2 separate regions of the Hordeum vulgare genome follow, and region 2 is linked to region 1. Evidence: chromatin contacts called from public Hi-C data. All regions are on one chromosome and are shown on one strand. Each heading gives the region's core, a stretch centred on a gene start, on an enhancer-like site or on the middle of the called end of the contact. The rest is flanking DNA. Distances are from core to core; before and after follow the strand shown.

Evidence for each region. Hi-C and Micro-C count contacts between places; a contact is called where the count stands out from the background.
Region 2: a Hi-C map of seedling shows a contact between it and region 1, with 1.8 times the contacts expected there. The contact joins the promoter of LOC123444218 here to the enhancer-like site in region 1. A contact is called at or near these places in 2 of 6 Hi-C or Micro-C datasets (leaf and seedling).

Annotation. Positions count from the first base shown.
Region 1 is chr3H:453,310,073-453,313,592 of MorexV3_pseudomolecules_assembly, reverse strand. No RefSeq gene overlaps it. Among protein-coding and RNA genes, the nearest start is that of LOC123444218, 76 kb to the left of the region's middle. Within about 2 kb of position 2,007, at least 2 of the 3 cell types and tissues checked have open chromatin away from gene starts, as enhancers often do. A contact at or near this core is called in seedling, where this site is marked.
Region 2 is chr3H:453,385,491-453,388,993 of MorexV3_pseudomolecules_assembly, reverse strand. LOC123444218 (farnesyl pyrophosphate synthase-like) reads right to left here and starts at 1,265. Exons shown (of 11, transcript XM_045120873.1): 1 at 980-1,265. The coding sequence starts at 1,129.

The sequences.
Region 1 (3,520 bases), core at 758-3,257:
ATGAGGAGATCAACGAGATAACTAATCTGAGACCTATTTGACACGCGAGTTTCGTTTTCTTCACAACGGCCGGATCTGGGAACCAAGGTAACCATCACTAGCTTTTCAGCACGGCGGCGCCCATATCCCTGCTTATTCCCTCTTCGTTTTCTTCAACAGAATAGAGAAAGTACCATCTATTTCCTCTAAAAAATGCATTTCTACTTTTGTTCCTATTTATTTCCCCTCATGTTGTGGGTTTCTATTCTGTCGTCCAAAATTGATGGAATCGTGAGCATTGGCATATGACAAGGTTATTTCTTTTTTTCTTCTGAAGATGTGTTCCGTTCAGATTTTTTGCCATGACATTGGCATGTTGTGGGCTGTAAACAAAATTTCAAGAAACAAAGTAATCGTGCTTGCTTAGTCACTTGGTTCATATAATAGCGATGACCTCTACACACAAAATAACTGTACTAAGGTTCTGTTTATTTAACCCTTCATTGTTATTTTAGAGGATGTGGACGGGAAAGAATACCATGCAAATTTTCCCCAGGATTAATAGAACCAAGAATCCAGTACAATACTCATCTATATACTTGATATACTGAATAATTGTTTTACACATCACCCGTCGTAGTATGGTTCAATATATGATGTGCACACTTACAGTTTACCAAGATGACGCTACAAAGGAGATTGTGAACGGTCATTTAACTTATTTACTTCGACGAAGACATAGACCAATTTTACTATTGATTTTGACCAACAGTATTCAGTTTGCTTTAGCATCCATTTTGTGTATCCTAATTTTTCCTTTGCAGGTTAGTTAACTTATTTACTTCAACAAAGGTATATAGGACAAAATTTCTATAGATTTTGATCAACAATATTCAGTTTGATTTTGCATCAATTTTGTGTATTCTCAAATTGCATTGCAGTGTTAATGTATCAGAGAGTTTCCTCTATTATTCGTCCGGACAGTTGGTATCCCACATTTGAATACAAATATCTCACATTTGCCATACACGCTCATGGATGTCTACAGAAAGGTGCAGAAAAGATGCAAACATGTCTTGATTTGCGATACATGCTCAGATGGAAGATACTTTGGCCATCTCTACTCTACATACCCATATAATCCAGTTAATAAGTGCTATGACACATGAACTAAAATTATTATCAGTAAGGCAGTTATGTCACTATAATATAGTTCAAAATAGCAAGCGTTGGCTACGATAAGGCAGTTATGTCACTATAAAGTATCACCTTGGAGGCGCTTCGATTATCAAGCAGTATCCATACTTCCAATTTTCATTAGCATGCCTTGAATTACATCATGCTGGACATCATTATGGTAACACAAGTGGTTTGTTAGACGGTTTATATATAATTTGTAAACCTAGAGAAATGTGATATCGAGTTAGACGTCAAAAGTTTATTTTGTATCCAATACCATCATCCAGTATTATTCAACTTAATAGTTTTGTACTTATTTCTTAACATCATGTGCCATAAAATTCCCGCGGCAACGCGCGGGGCATCATCTAGTTATTTACAATTTGTTTGATCATTGTCCGCTTCCGAATATGTCCGCCGACATTCATAGGCTAGTAGCTGCCTGCAAAACGTGACGACGCACGATCGAATAGCTAAAAGCTAGAGCTCTTTTCCGCACCCGGTTACAGCAAGTACAATAAGGTACAGTCAGCAGACTGTAAAGATTAAAATACTATATTTTTACTGAGTTGGATGAGAGAGAAGTGAAGCGGGCTTTTTGTGAAGAGTCAGCTCTAGCACGTGCTTCTAGGTGCTTTATAAAAATGAAAGATGAGTCATATATGATAAAAGTAGTACTCTTTTATAGCTAATTATTATACAAGCTAACTATAAGATGGGCTATAAGATGACATATAGTCAGCAGTTGGACGTACACCGCCGCCGCTGAACATGGCCTCCCACGTGGCCACGTCACTGGTCGCTAGCTCACTCGCCGCAGTGGGATACTTCTCGCAATTTTCGCCGTGCGTGCGGTGAGCCCGTGACCAGGCAGTGGAATGAAGTACTGCTACATATACTTGGCGGCCACGGAGCATATGGATGCGACTTGTTTGATCACATGATGAACCTGGACAGGAATGTGATTACGTTGGTAAAAACGAGGCGAGGAGTTGGTGCAAGACCCCCAGGTTACCTACTGTACCAAGGATTGTGATAGCGTGTTTACCAATATATATATATATATATATATATATATATATATATATACACACACACACGAATATTGCTTTTGGCTCCCGAGCTCACTGGAGGCCTTTAAATTCAAACTTCAAATTCAATGAAAATTTATATTTTAATATTTCAAAAAATTCTGAAAAAAAATATATAGATAAATGAAGGTATAATACAAAAGTGTGTAAATTTTCAGAACAAAATACGTTGAAATGAGGGCTGTGTAAAAAAGACAAATCTGGGGCTGTTTAATACATGTTAATATTCATCATTTCAGACCATGAATTTGTCTTTTTTGTACAGATCACATTCTAAATTAATTTGACCTGAAATTTTACACACATGTTGGTTACATCCTTACATACATACATATTTTTTTCAGAATTATTTGAACCATAAAAATTTGAATTTGAATTTTTCAAAAATAAAGGCCTCCATGGAGCTCGGCCTCCAAAACGCTATTCTCTCTCTCTCTCTCTCTATATATATATATATAGCAAAATGACCCGTGCGTTGTCATGAAAAAAAAAACATAATCTTTAATGATGATGACCACATTATGTTCACATATCATCGCTTGATTTAGAAATTTTGTACACAAATGCAAGAAAATGTTTGTTCTTTTAAATTTATTCACAATTTGAAGCAATCTTTACATTTTCAAAAAATATATATCATGGTTGTCAAAAATCTTGATAACTCAAAGATTTATTCTGAATTTCAAGATTTTTTTTAGAAAACATACGATAATAATCCGATCCATCCAACAGTTAATCTTCAAAATTCACACAGGTATATAGTCACAAAGACTTAGAAGCATTAATGTTTAACTACATACATTAGATCTTTCGTGAACAATTTTACAAATATGGAAAAAAATTAAAATCGAGAACATTTTTTACAATTTACAAATATTTACTAAAAATCGTGAATATTTTTTATATTTCGAACGGGTTTAAATATTTTCTTTTGAATTGGCGACCAATTCAAGAAAAGACGAACATATTTTTTGATGTTGGAGGATTTTATTTTAAATTCACAAACATTTTTTGAAACGAATGAAGTTTTTCTAAATAAACAAAAAAAATTATAAATCAGTAAACTATTTATTAAATTCATGGACATTGTTTTGGAATTTGCAAAAAAATATAAAAATACGGCGCTTTATGGTATCCCATTTAATTCAAAATAAAAATTCGTCAGCATTTTAATTCAAAATTCCTATTTTTTAATATGCAAAAGTTTTTGTAATTCTAAATTATTTAAATTATAAATAAACAAAAGTGGAACGGAATATTTTAAATAAAAA
Region 2 (3,503 bases), core at 16-2,515, 76 kb before region 1:
ATTCTTGTATCACTTTCCTGTAACCCATATCTGGCATCGCAAAGCCACAACTCCAGACAATTTAAGCTTTAGTTAAACTCCATTAAATGAATCCAAGTTCTTTTAAGAAATACTGATGATTCCTATATGTACATTCATGATTTACTGGATATGAAAGTGAATTGTGAAAAAGAATTATGATACTGTATGTTATCTCATGATAATTCCTTTTATCTCGATACTCTAGTCCATAAAGTGAATAGTACTCCCTCCGTTCCTAAATATAAGACCTTTTAGAGATTGCACTATAAACTACATACGAATGTATATAGACATGTTTTAGAGTATAGATTCATTCATTTTGCTCCGTATGTAGTCTCTTAATGGAATCTCTAAAAGGTCTTATATTTTGGAACGGAGGGAGTAGATGGCATGCCCCAACACGGGTGGAGGTTTAGCAATTGGCTGAGTAGCAACGGAATTGTCAGTGTTTCATAGTAGCTGCTTGGTTTAAAACTCTTGAGAAGCTGTAACAATCGGGTTTTATGCAGCTTCGGATGCAGAGGGCAGAGGATACGTTATCTTCCATATAAAAAACATGTTCCACAGCCACCCTATTAGATGCTCGCTCCCAATCCTTGCTCCTTGGATTGGTTGGTTCAGTGTGCCACAGGAACCGGAACAGCTCAAATGTCATGAATAATAGGAGGGCTCGCCAAAAATGAGGTGAAAGTGCTGCATAAATAAGAGTAGGTTGTTTAAAATTATTGCTTGTTTGCAGCAAAATTTTACTCGGCCTTCACGTCCCCTCTGCAACTCCCAACCCTTACTCCCATCGGAACACAAAACTGCACAGACCGGGAGAATTTTACCGGCCAGTCACCAAATCCATGACAATCACCCAAAGACCCGTGTGCGCCGTCTACTCTGAAACCAGATCAAACCAACAGCCGCACTCCCAGAAATATATAGAGAGATGGAAGGGGGGAGGAGGCATTACGCGGTCGATCCACTGGAGGGACTCGTCGGTGAACTCGAAGGCGGGGTCCTCGAGCATCTCCTCCTTGAGCCTGCTGTATATTTCCGCGAACTCGGCCTTGGAGTCGCCACCGGAGCCGTTCGACAACGCCACCGCCGCCGCCGCCGCCATTGCGCACGCGAGCGAGAAGGGACGAGAAGGAGCGGAGATTTCTGTGGAGAGTATGGTTGGGGAGGAGGATGAGAAGCAAGGAGCTCTCTACTGCACGCCCTGGACGGAATTTTTGTGGGGCAAACAGATTTCTGGGCACGCGTTTTATTTAAGGACGGGAGATGCCACGGAGATCCGTGACGGCGACACGCGTGGGAGCGACGCTGGGAAGGGCGCTGGCCTCCCGCGACTGGCGCAAGCGCGAGAGGGATCGCCGCGCCGCGTTAGATCTACGTGCTCCGAACCGTTGGATCAATGAACGTTCACCGTCTTTCCTCTACTGAAAGGGAAAATCCTCGTCGCTTCACTCGTCCCTGCCTTCGTCGGCTCGCCGCCTCCTCTTGTGCAGCTCGAGGCCCCTCGCCGGCTCGCCGCCGCCGACCCGTTGGAGAACGCATCTCCGACTATCCTCTTTGCAGCTCCAACGGTTGTAGTGTCGTGCCATCCTCATCGCAGCTTCCGGCGTCACTTCTCGTAGCTTCGCACATGGTTGTGTCCAATGTATTCACGCGCTGATTCGAACACCGCTATACGCTGGTTCCAGTGACGCTTGATGACGGTCGCAACACGGCTCCATGGCACACCCGGAGCAACGCTCGATGCCGGTTTCGATGGGTTTAAATTTTATTTTATTTTGCATCTCTTATTTCGTTCCGTGGTGTTAGGATTCTTCGGATTTTACTGTATCCATGCATCCTTCTGTCAGTTTTTACAAAGTTAACACTTACGAAAGCATTTAGGAATCTAAGAAAAGAACACCCAGATACGATGGTAAAATTAGGTCAATCTAACATGATAGAATACTGTCTTAAAAGAATAGACCAATCGGGAGAAAATAGGAACCTCACGGAGAGGTCCAAAGTGCAAGACAACACATGTTACGAGTGGACGCGCTTGTAACACCGATCATACCGAATGTCACCGTCACCTCCTAGTCAAGTTTTTTGCTCCCGTAAAATTAGATCGATGAACAGACACCCGTAGCCACCAGAAACTCGTCCAGAACAAATAACCTAGCCTCTCAAAGGATTCTTGAAAGGGAATCGACAAAGAGACTCCACCCACATCACAGCACCACCGAGAGGACACCATCATCATCTATCTACATGATCACCATCTCTTTGTAACACATTAAGAGTCTATATGAATGGACAAAAACGATTTAGGATGGGGATCTGAATTCCCCTTCCCTCAACTCTCAGTGGAACTTCTCCTATGTACCTGCATAAATATGGCTCGTAGGGCTTCGTTTACACTCAGACTTTGTGTAGCTAAAAATCCTAAAGGTTAGCCATTGTTACAACTTCGTAAACGGCTGCTACCATACCGTTTTTTAGAATCTAACTTAGTCAATCCTTCATCAATATTCTCAGTACTTAGTTTGTTACATAATTCTCGTTCTCAATTACGCGTAATGATTAGACCTGCATGGCCAGGCTGGATGTACCTTTGGCATCGTTGATAGCCTCCACGGGAATGGATCAATGACTGATAAGGAGCATGGTTTAGTGTTGGTTGTAGACCGATCATCAAGGTCGATTTTCGCCCAAAGAGAAAGAGTGCCTCTTATCGAAGGATCACGACGCCAATACTGTTATCATACATTGAAAGCCAATACAAAATTATAAAAATGTAACTGGTTTGATGTGTAAAAATACAATGAATATTTTTGGAACCAAACTATTGTTAGTCCTTCTTGAATTCCTTTGAGTTAAAAGGCAATGTTCAATAATGTCAACACAAAAAATTTAGGAAATTTCGTAAAGATTTTTACCCTTCAAGGATCCTACTCCTCTAAAAAGTACCTATCAACAAATACATTATGCATTATTTTAAGGGTTACAGGGTTGTTTGGCTGACAACAACAACTACCTTCTCAGGATTTTAGCTTTGATCGATAGCCTAGCTATATGATTGGATAAACGCCAAATATTTGGTTGATGGTTCACTGTTTGCACCCTTGTGTTGGCGAGCCCACCACGGTGAATTCTTCCACCAAAATTTTGGCTCACCCCATTTTGGTAGGGCTGGTCTCGACCCCATGCAAACAGTGAAAACACAAAGGTGAACATGGTTTCACCCGCACCCATGTGAATAATACATTCAAGAAAATATTAGGAATTTTTTAGAATTTCTGAAATGGTGGGTTGTCAAATTTGATCTACCACTTTACTCACGTGTGAGGTTTCATGATGTATTGACATCCGTTGTATTCTTATTTTCTTAGTGAACAAAATACAATTGAGACCACACTATCCATAAACAATATTATTTAATTATTATTATTTTGTCATTTTTGCCAAGAATATCATGTATACCATCTCTTCATGAAACT